Regions from separate parts of the Mus musculus genome. Here region 1 is linked to region 2. Evidence: chromatin contacts called from public HiChIP or PLAC-seq data. All regions are on one chromosome and are shown on one strand. The core of a region is the stretch at or near the end of the contact, and the rest is flanking DNA. Distances in the headings are between cores, read along the strand shown. Region 1 overlaps Pacrg (PARK2 co-regulated). Region 2 overlaps Pacrg (PARK2 co-regulated).

Region 1 (5,857 bases), core at 2,372-4,871, 130 kb after region 2:
GTGTCGTGTCCCTGATCTAGTTCTCTATCCTGGGACACAAAAGCCTGTATACCTCAGTGGATGCCCTGGGATTCAGATCCATGCCTGTAACAACAGGACTTAACTTTTATATCGCTATTAGGTTATCAAGTTGATAAAGTTTACTATAAAAAAGGCACGTTTTTCAAAAAAAAAAAAAAAAAAAAGACAAGATTCTAAAACTCATTTTCCTACTACTTCCTAAAACTCAATTTTCTAAAACCTTTTTATTTTACATTGTCATTGCTCACAGATCTCTTTGGTGATGAGCACAGTTTACTTATGATTACTAAGTTTAGAGAAATGAAATACTGCGATCTGTAGAACGTTGTGTGTACAAAAACTAGTCACGTCAGTCTTCCTTTCATTTACAGACCATATGTGTTGTAAGTGAACTAAAATTAGAAGATCTCTGGGACCTCAACTTCTCTCAATCCTGTCATGCTGCTGTCTGTCTGTCTGTCTATGTGTTTGCCCATGGTGTTAATAAAACTTCTAATAAACCTCTTGCTCAAAGGAAAAAGAATGGTTATAAAAAGCCCGTCAAAGGGTTGATCTTTTCCCCTTGCTGTTTTGTGTCCTCCTTGCTCTCCCCACCTCCCAGACCACCCTGCCCTTCAGAGACTGCCGCAATTTAGATAGGAAAGCCTTTGCTCCTGGAGGGGAGAAAACTTGATCTTTTCCTACCCTACTGCAAGGGTTCTGGGCCACAGAGCAGCAAGAGAAAAGCTTAGCAAATGCGTGTAGCCAAAGTTTATGCACACACAGAAAATAAGACCAAAGACCCCAGGAAACAGCCTCTGTGTGCTGACTCCTATCCAGGATTGGAGAGCCGTGCAGAAACCCCCCTGGAAGCAAGCATTTGCTTCTCAGCCATTGTGATAAAGGGAATTCTGAAGAGAGCAAGGTGCGTCTTGGAAGAACAGGCTTAAGAAGAACAGAAGAGGCCAGAAACCAGCCTTGCTGCCTGCTGTTGACTGGGAATTCTGGTTCTGTTTCAACGTTGTGCAGAACGGAACACAGGAAGGCCAGAGGATGACCTCCACAGAACCATCTTTGGGACGGTGAATCTGAGCCCTGTGATCCATTCAGTTAGGAGCTGTAATCAATTTAATTTCTAGATAATTTAATTGTAAAAGATAGTTCTGTTTGGTTCAGATTTAACTGCTCAATAGGGCAAAATTGAAAAGTTCTCAAGTAGTTGGGTGGAATGCATTCTATCAGAAATGAAAGCAAACAAAGACCGAGGCACATTTGAGACCCTTAAATGAAATGCTTTTATCACGCTACCTTTCTTACCGTCACTCTGGCCATTTTTGATTGATTTTAGGCCCTGGGACAAGGCTAGGGACAAGGTGCTGAGATGCATATCTTGCATACTAAAGAGACCTGGCCTCTAGGTTCTCCCAACATCCCTCAGTTCCTACCTAGCATATCCTGCACCCAATTCTGAACTTTCCAGCCTAGAGGCTGGACTGCCTTCCCCCCAGAGGCTCTTCCCTACATAATCCAGACATTTTGCTAATTCTCCCCCTCCCTCCTTCCCTTTCTCCCTTTCTCTTCCTCCCTCCCTCCCTCTCTCCTCTTTTCCATTCTCTCCCCTCATTCTCTCTCTCTCTCTCTCTGCACTTTCTCTCTTCCCCCTCCCCTCGTTCTCCCTCCCCATAGTGACTTCTCTGGACTCAGTCTTTGGGGCCAGTGAAGCTGCCCCAGAGCAGTAGCTTCCATATCCATATCCATATCCATATCCATATCCATATCCATATCCATATCCATATCCATATCCATATCCATCTCTGTCTGTCTATCTATCTATCTATCTATCTATCTATCTATCTATCTATCTATCTATCTATATCTGGCTTGGATTGACTTATTTTGGATTACCACAGAGAAAAAACTTACAATTTCTTAAGATCTATTTTTAGGTTAGGGAACAAAGGAAATTGCAAAATGTCAAATAAAGAAACTGGTCCTGTAGCCACTCCATTAGTATGCAGTACTTTGAAAAAAAAATAGAGAAACCCAAGATGTCTCCAGTTTAAAAGTTTCTGAAAACAAGAATGGCCCTGAAGTGTACATGTTCCTACAGTCTGATTCTGTTCTCATAGGGGCCACCAGTTAATTACTGTCAGGCTCAGGATGTGAAGCCACCAATATCTTCATGCAGAGTATTCTCTACAGAGAAGAAGCAAGGAAGCAGATCTGCAGGAGGGTCCCGTCATGGCCGGTGCTCTCTCTCTAGTGAGGACGCTGGAAACTGGAATTTCTTGCCTTCTCCAAGGCAGCTTTGGAGCCTAGGAAGGTCACTCTTGCCCTGCCTTCGATGGAGCCTCACATGACAGGAAGGAAGGAAAGCAATACAGGAACTCTGAGGAGAACGCTCTCACACGACTTTGTTAAGTTTCCTAGTGCACTGTCTGAACTACACAGATGAGCGTGCTACCTAGTTTATTTCTGAAGGATGCCTGTGTCACAAAGTTCTCGCTAGGCATTTCTTTGTTGCTATTGCGGCCTCAGTCCTGTTCCTCGTGATGGATTAGGAGAAGATAACATTTCTTCAGCCTGTAACATCCTTGGGTATTATAATCCAGGGCCACAGTCTACTGAATATTCTTAGACACATCAGCACAATTATTAAATCGATCTGGATGTTTAAATTAACAGTTGATGTTTTCCAGTAATTTTTCATAAATCATTTGGTTTGCCAGATAATAACAAGAATATGTACACATTTATTTTTAAAGAACCGTCTGTCGAGTTGCATAAAAGGCAAGTTCGATATGATGGCCAGAAAAGACAGGAATGGGGCAGGCGGCATAGTTCCATTCCTCCAACAAAGTGTGGACAATGAGCATATTTTATATTTAGATTTGGTTTATTGAGGGGACCTTAAACTTTTTTTTAAAGTGCACATGAATCGTCTGGAGAAATCAGAGTCTAAAGTGATTAATTAGAACTTATTTTGTCCTGAACAGATTTACTAAGCATTTTTCAAATAGCCACAATGTTTGTAATTACCAGAATCACACCTCCATTGGCCAGCCTTACTTACTTCATGCATGAACAACAATCTGATTGAGCACTCTTGTTAGGGTTTCATTCTGCGCTGTAATTAGCCATAATCATAGCCTTCCTGGGTGCATGAGAATGTGCAAGCAACTATTCACAGACTCAGCCCATTTGAATATGAATCTTCTCAGTGAGGAGCAATAAAGCAGGAGAAACAAAACAGTTTCTCTAGGGAATCCAGTGAAGCCTCTCTCCTCTGATTCTGCCCCCTTCAAAATGTTCTCCCTCCAGGCTCTGGATTCTATTTGCTAAAACAAGGGTGGCTTAATGAAGACAATGGCCTATTATTCCTTAAGTGACACAGGAGGGCCCAAGTATTACAGGCTTAGTTCTTTCAGTCTTTGCTAAGGACACAAGGAACAAAAGAACAAGCAATTGTGTGTGGAGAAGAGAATTCGGTTCAGGCTCCACTTGGGGACCACTCAGAATGAGATGGGGCCATGCTATTCTTACGCTCTGAGGAGGCTGGTGCATGCTGGCTTTCTTCTCTTTCTTCCCCTCTTCACCCCCCTGCAAATGACTCAGGCATTACAGAAAAAGGCTCCAAGCAGCAGGGATAGAAAGCAAAGGCTTAGTGGAGGAGGGGTGACATTTCTGATCCCATCCCAAGCACATTCAAAGTGAGCCACCTACTGGCAAGCTCCTCTCTTCCTGTTCTCCTCACGCTCTAATCCCCTCAACTCTTAAGGGAAGACCTAGGGAAACAGGCTGAGATCAGCCACAAGGATTTTCAGCCAAAAATGGAGACATAAAATAGGAATGCCTTCATGGCAGTATGGAGTCTTTGAGAGAAAACGGTTTGGACCAGTAGAAGTATGCCAAAATGTCAGACATGAAGGGTTGCTTAAAATGCTGTGTGCTCCGCACAGAAAATTAAAGATGACTCTAGTTTACTAAAATATATTGATTTCGAGATTCATGAAGTTAAGTCAACTAATCGTTTAAACCAGTTAAACCACATCAGAATGGTCTTGCCCTTGACTAACTTTCAGTTCTTCAATGCATTTGTTTCCTGTTTTGTTGCTTGTTGTTTTTTTGTTTCAGAGACATTATACACCGCTAATAAAATATCTGTTTGAATTCTTTGTGGGCATTTTTACCACGGGAAGGCTCAAGGGCTGTAATGTGACCCTAATCATTTTCTGACCACCTTACAAGTTTAGGATCTGCATCATCCTGACAAAGTGAGCCCTCTAAGACTACCTGAAGGAATCAACTACTGGAATTTCAACTGTGGTCTCCTGTTCGTAGGTACGCGAATGTGTGTGTGTGAGAGTGCATGCGTGCATGCATGCATGTATAATCACATTTGAAGGTCTGAGTAAAACTGTGACCATTCCTGGTACAGTATGGTATACATTTTGGGGTCACTAGAAGTGACAACCAAAGGCATGTCATTGAAGAGATCTGACATGCTGAATCATGTCTCCTACCAGGTGTACATTATGAACCTGGTAAGTCCAACAGAGCCAGGGTCACACTCTCCTAAGAAGGGACTCAGTATGCTGATGTGCTGAGGTCACCTTGTTAACCTGGAAGTTGTAGACATTTTCACAAATCTCTCACCATAAGATGCATTTTCACGAACATGAGGACTTCTTCGGAATATCCCCTGATGGTCTCTCTAGTGGGGTTCTTACCCTATTTGTAGGCTATTTTCTTGTTTAAAGCTACTATATTGTTTTCATAGAATAATATGTGATTTCAAACAGACTTATCATACTTAAATCACTCTGAAAAGCACAAGAATGCCCATGACATTAGTTTAAACTGAAGGCTGACAGAGGCCACCATTCCTAATATTTTTTCTTAAAATTTTTTTTTTATTTCATGTACATTGGTGTTTTGCCTGTCTATATGTTTGTATGTATGCATGCATGATGCCTGATATAAGGGTGTCTGATCCCCAGGAACTGAAGTTATAGACAGTTGTGAGGTGCCATGTGGGTGCTGGGAATAGAACCTGGGTCCTCTGGAAGGACAGCCAGGGCTCTTAACCCCCGAGTCATCTCTGCAGCCACTATTCCTAATAATTTCAAAACTAAAAATTACAGTACAGCTATCACTTGTCATCTGGCTCTGTGGCTAGTTGGGGTGCTTTAATAGACCTTGGTTCGCCCAAGCCTTATTCCAGCCACAGTAGGTGTGGTCACAATGATGCTATTATTCCCAAAGACATGGACAGTGCAAACCACAAAGATCCTGGAGAAAATTAAAACACTGAAAGATTCAACAACTCTTGGGGACACAGAGCTAATTGGCAGCATGTTTGTAATTAAATGGATGGATTGTGGTCAATTCTTACAAGACCATGTGAGGAGATATTAGCTCCTGGGGGTGGGTCTGCTCTGCTGGCTGTCCAAACATGAGAACTGTAATTATTTTTTGAGACTATGTAGGTGGAAGAGTCTGTTACTAACATAATAGATTATCAGTCACTCCTGGATTTTTCACAAGAAGAAATGAGCTTTTACATAATTCACTTCTGTATATACTAAATAAATCCTCGACATGTGCAAGATACTGTGCACAGTTAAAGCAAAGAAAAAGGAACAAAACAAAAACTTAATTGTTTTGAGGTTGGAAATAAAATGGTCCCTTACTTCAAAGAATCAGCAAAAACCATGTAACACAAATGTAAAAACATATACAGTTTAAGGCAGAAACAATCCTGCCAAGATTACCATAAATACAAGAGGGTCTTGATTCTTAATTTATTTACTCTTCCCTACTCCTGGCCCAGAACAATACATGAGTGTCATTTGCT
Region 2 (5,457 bases), core at 1,464-3,963:
CAAAGAGCTCACTGAGTGAAGCGGGCAGGCTCTAGTGCCTGACCATGCATGGGGGACTTTGAAGCAGGTCAAAACACTCCTTCAGACTAGATTTCGTGGGATAACCAGAAATCTAAGGAATAAGAATGGAATGCAGAAAGTTCCATCTTTACTGTAATAAAGCACTTTATAAAATTTATTTGGAGTACAAACAGGTTCATGTTCATAAAAGACAAGAGATATGTTCTAAAATGATTAAATAATAACATACAATGTTAATGGGTGTCACATTTCTTAACAAGGGAGTTTGCTAATTTTTAAAAAAGAAAACAAATTATCTCTCTAGTGGCACGTCTGCTTTCAGAGCTTAACAATGGGCCACACACCCGGGGTGCCTTTATGGCACAGTGTTAATAATCATGGTACCCAGATGTTTTGGGTTTGTACTCCAACAGCACATGGGGAAATAGGATGAGTACAGAAGTCGGGAGTACTGTAAACACATACCCCCCCAGAGCTTGGAGGAGGATGCTGTATTTTCTCTGTCTGCTTCTTAGTCTCTGGGTATACAGAGCATGCCCCAGACACAGTGGATACTTCTCCAGCCCATAGAGAAGGAACACATCTATGTAGGTAAAGTCCCATGGTTTATGGTACAAGCTCAAATTCTAAGCTACCTTGCACTTGGCAAGTGACCAAGTCATCAGATTCTCAAATGACCTCAACAGGTTCAGTCCTCTCTGTCATTCTCCAGGGTATGCTCCAGACTCCCTTCTAAAAACACCATGGACCACAGCTGTGTACAAGGGTGGTGCCTAAACACTGGACCACCCAGCCTCTGCCCACCAGTTCCCCTTCCAGCCTTATTGCGACATTGCCCTCTATGTCCAAAGTTCCAGTTGCCACGGATAGGCCACTCTTTGCTGAAAATGCTCGGGAATCCTAGAGTGCTTCCCCACTTTTTTCTATCCCCTGTGAATTTTTATACATCACAGCAGTTCAGAGTATAGGTGTCTCATCTCCTCCCTGTCTCAGCTGCAAGTTAGCTCTATGACCTTGCACAAGCCATGTTTGGGTTCCTCATGCAAACGGGGATGTTATTAGTACACACTTCAGCCACCTTTGGTAAATAACACAATTGGCTCATTCATGTAAACCTCTAAGCACTGGCCAGCACGTGTTCATCCTCATTATTGACATCTTATTGTAATAGCATTAGACACATTTTAATTGCATGAGCAATTAATGAATGTGTAGTCAAATATTTACCTAGATCCCAATAGGAATCAAGCCTCTTGTTGTCTTTGTAGCCGGAGGAGGGGAGCGGGAGTAGTGACTCCCAGATACAAGGGGCTCTGTAGGATTGGGAGAGAGAATGGAAGTCAATGGCCAGCATCATGCTCCCCAGATGCTGCACATGGGTTGGAGGCTGCTCACATGTGCATGTCTCATGTATGCACATTCATCTGGACAGACACAAGTGTGATGCAGATGGGGAGACTGAAGAAAACCTGGAGGGTCCGGAGTATATGCTGGCGGAGGGCAGCAATTGGCTACGGTAGTTTATTTTTCAGGATATGGGCCAAGAAAGTTCCAAGCTACAGCAGAAACTGGCGGCGATCATGCCAAGTCAGGGACAATGTGCCTGCCACATTGTTAGGTCATCAGCACTGGTGTGAGCTGGTCTATGGAGACAGCCTGCAGCCAAGCTTCAGTAACGTCATTAGATATCTTGAGTTATAAAGGAAAAGATGGAGGACCAGCTCCAACCATGAGAACTTTCGCTATGAACACAAGGATGGAGGCCCTATCTAAGCCCCAGATGAGATAACCTACTAGGCCATTTGAAGGTTACAGGAGAAAGAAAAGATGGCAAGACAGAATTGAATCCACACACTCCATTCCATGGAGGCCAGCTGAACTGCCCATACTTGGTGACACCAAGTGAGAGAGACAGGGATGGAAGGGAGGGAAGAGAAGCCTTAGGAGAAAGAATTGCTCCCTGCCCCAACCTCCCACTTTCTAGATGGAAACACAATTTTCCAGAGCAACAAGAGGATAGTAAGAGACAGCAGAACATTGATATGTCTTGCAAGTGTAGGGGTCTCTCTTTCTCTCCTCTCTCCTTTCTCTCTCTCTCTCTTTCTCTCTCTCTCTCTCTCTCTCTCTCTCTCTCTCTCACACACACACACACACACACACACACCACACCACATGCACACTTACAATTAATACAACACTCACAACTGTCTTTTTTTGTGTGTGTCTGTATTTGACCCAGTATTATCATGGCTCAGGATCTGTCACACAGACCAGATGAAAACAGATGAATGAATGAATGAATCTGCTTTTTAATTGACACTCTTTAAGGAACACCACTCCATCCCCATCCCTGGAAATTTCTTCAAAATAACGTGTTAAGCAAGCATTGGTCTCAGACTTTCTGGATCTGGTCATCTGGGATAACAAGTCATTTTGTATGACTTTAAATCCTTCATTTCAATCTCCCTTTGACTCTCCAGTGAGAACTGACATCCTGTTCGGGTGAAATGACTCACCCAAAGGCAGAGAGTGATTGAATTGGCCTCTAAACAATCCTAACTTTCTTGGGCCCATTGTTCTTTTTCAACTGAAAGGGGCTTTTGATTTAATTTAGTTTCCTGTACTTCCATTTCACGAAATGTGCCAAACAAGGCCCCATTATTAGGCCTGTCAGGCTCTGCCTCATGGCAGCCTCTGTGTTATGACCCACAGCACAGCTAGCATTCCATGGACACTACACTGATGGGGTCAGGACTCACAGTCACAGGGAGACTTTTTCTTTCTCTCTTGCCTTTTTATTCTGCAGGGTTAGTGAGGCCACTTTCATGTATATATAGGATGCACTTTGAGTCTATCTCCCCATGACCCAACATTCCCCCTTTCGCCTCTCCCCTCTCTAAAGCATTACATCAAGTTCATGGCCTCTGTATGTGTGTGATTTATGCATCTATAACATTTAGGGCCCACAGATGAGAGGAAACACACAGTATTTGTGTTTCTGAGACTGACTTAAGTCACTTAATATGATTCTTTCCATTTGCACCCATTTTCCGGCAGACACTATAGCCTCATTCTTTATGACTGGAAAAAATATTCCAGTGCACACACAAGAAGAAACCAGATCAGGGGAAAACTTCAATGCTCCTAGTTTGACAGAACTAATACTGTGAAAATGACTATGCTACTAGAATCAGCCTACAGGTTTAATATAATCCCTATCAAAGTTTTGATGTTATATTTTACAGATCTAGGAAGACAATTCAGAAACTCAGATGGAACCACAAAAGACCACGGGTAGCCCCAGCAATTAAGTAATTGTAAGTAGTAAGGACACAGCTGGAGGTATGATTCCTAAGCTCAAATCATACTGCAGAGATCTAACCTCTGGTTCTCTACACACACACACACACACACACACACACACACACACACACACAGACACACAGACACACAGACACACACAGACACACACACATACAGACACACACACACAAATACAGACACACACACACAGAGACAGAGAGAAAGCAGAGACAGAGAGATAGATGGACAGAGAGAGACAGAGAGAAAGAACCTGGTACTGGCATTAAAACTCATAGGTAGACCAAACTGACATGACACAGGAACAGGATCTGGAGATAAACTAGCAATGCAATGGCTACCTACTTTTGACACAGAAGATAAAAATCATGCAGTGGACAAAGAGAGCCTAGTCAACAAACGAAGCTGGAAACTGGAGTCTACCCACAAAAGAATAAAACTACATCCATACCATTCTACTTTGTATAAAACCCAATTCAAAATGGATTAAAGACTTTAATTTGAAAACCTGAAACAGTGAAAGTGTGAGAGAAATACACAGGGGAGACGTCTCACAACAGTGCTGGTGGCAGGGACTTTTGACATAGAACTTCAGTAGTGCAGGAACCAGCCACAGGCATGAGGAGATAGTACTCCACAGAGTTAAGAAGTTTCTGCACACCAAAGGAAACATCAGCAGGGCACAGGCAGGGAGAAGAGCTCTACCAGCTACCCTTGAGACAGAAGACTAATGTCCAGGATTTACCACTGCAGAAATTAAATGCCAAGGCAATAAAACCTCCAGTCAACAAAGGAATGAATGAATGAGTGACCCCAGTCAAAATGGTCATCACCAACAAATCTGAATTTGGAAATGTGGGAGAGGTTGTAGGGAAAGAAGACCCATTGCTGGGGGTGCTGCACCTTAACACAGCCATTGTGGAAACCAGTTTGGAGGTTCCTAGAAAAAAGGAGAAGGAAGGAAGGGAGGGAGGAAAGGAGGGAGTGAGGAAGGAAGGAAGAAAGGAAGAAAGGAAGGAAGGATGGATAAAGGAAGAAAGGATGGATAAAGGAAGGAAAGAAGGAAAGAAAGAGAGAACGAATGAAAGAAAGAAAGAAAGAAAGAAAGAAAGAAAAAGAAAGGGAGGAAGAAGAAAGAAAGAGAGAGAGAAAGAGAGAAAATAAAAGAAAGGTACAACTTCCATAGGACCCAGTCATTCCACTCCTTGGTATAAACCGGAAGAATTCCATATTCTACCCTAGAAATAACTGACCATTCAGGTGTGTTGCTATTGTTTTTATGATAACAAATGAATGGAACAAATGTACATGGTTATCAACATATGAACAGAAAATGAAAGTATCTAGTGATAGATATATGATATAGTCTGTGATATCTGTAAGGAAAATGAAATTATGAAGTTTTCAGGAAAAGCGGGTGGGTTTAGAATGTATATTATTAATGGAAGTGACCCAAACAGAAAGAAAATTAAAACCCTGCCTGCTCCCACATGTGTGGATGCTAGCCTGTAATGCATATCTGTAAACAGCAGTAAGCATGGCTGGTAGAGTGTAAACATGTAGAAAGGAGGCTAGATAAAGAACCATATTGGCTGAAGAGGAGGGGCAGAGCTTAGCAAAAGGACCCAGGAGCTGTGAGAGGCGACACAGAGCTATTCAGTCTTTCAGCTTTAACTGCCTCATGATTGTTTCTTTTTGTGTGGTAGAAGAGTCCATAAAATGTCCCTAAGAGTGCAATTCACAGTTAATGCTCCACGGCTTCAGAACAGCCCTTCTAACTGTGACAACACTCATGGAGGTGCAGAGGGTCTGAGACTGGACAAGCGTCTGGACGGCTGATTGCCTCCATCTTGCCATGTGGTATTTTTATTTCTGAGTTCACTATAATGTAATTTTTTAAATAGGTATTTTCTTCATTTACATTTCCAATGCTATCCCAAAAGTCCCTCCATACCCTCCCCCCCACTCCCCCCCCCCACTCTCACTTCTTGGCCCTGGCGTTCCCCTGTACTGAGGCAGATAATGTTTGCAAGACTGATGGGCCTCTTTCCAATGATGGCCGACTAGGCCATCTTCTGATACATATGCTGCTAGAGACACGAGATTTTTACAAAA

What was found. HiChIP or PLAC-seq counts read pairs in DNA pulled down with a chosen protein or histone mark.
Region 1: a contact with region 2 is called in an H3K27ac HiChIP or PLAC-seq map of neural progenitor cells, with 4 times the contacts expected there. The contact joins two enhancer-like sites. A contact is called at or near these places in 2 of 484 Hi-C or Micro-C datasets (both in uterus), 1 of 115 datasets of contacts at active chromatin or transcription factors (neural progenitor cells) and 1 of 9 other capture datasets (embryonic stem cells).

What each region holds. Positions count from the first base shown.
Region 1 is chr17:10,741,635-10,747,491 of GRCm38.p6, forward strand. All of the region lies in intron 2 of Pacrg (PARK2 co-regulated), which reads right to left. Among named protein-coding and RNA genes, the nearest start is that of Gm16169, 63 kb to the right of the region's middle. Within about 2 kb of position 3,622, at least 82 of the 459 cell types and tissues checked have an H3K27ac peak or open chromatin away from gene starts, as enhancers often do. A contact at or near this core is called in neural progenitor cells, where this site is marked.
Region 2 is chr17:10,609,303-10,614,759 of GRCm38.p6, forward strand. All of the region lies in intron 2 of Pacrg (PARK2 co-regulated), which reads right to left. Among named protein-coding and RNA genes, the nearest start is that of Gm52294, 60 kb to the left of the region's middle. Within about 2 kb of position 2,714, at least 18 of the 459 cell types and tissues checked have an H3K27ac peak or open chromatin away from gene starts, as enhancers often do. A contact at or near this core is called in neural progenitor cells, where this site is marked.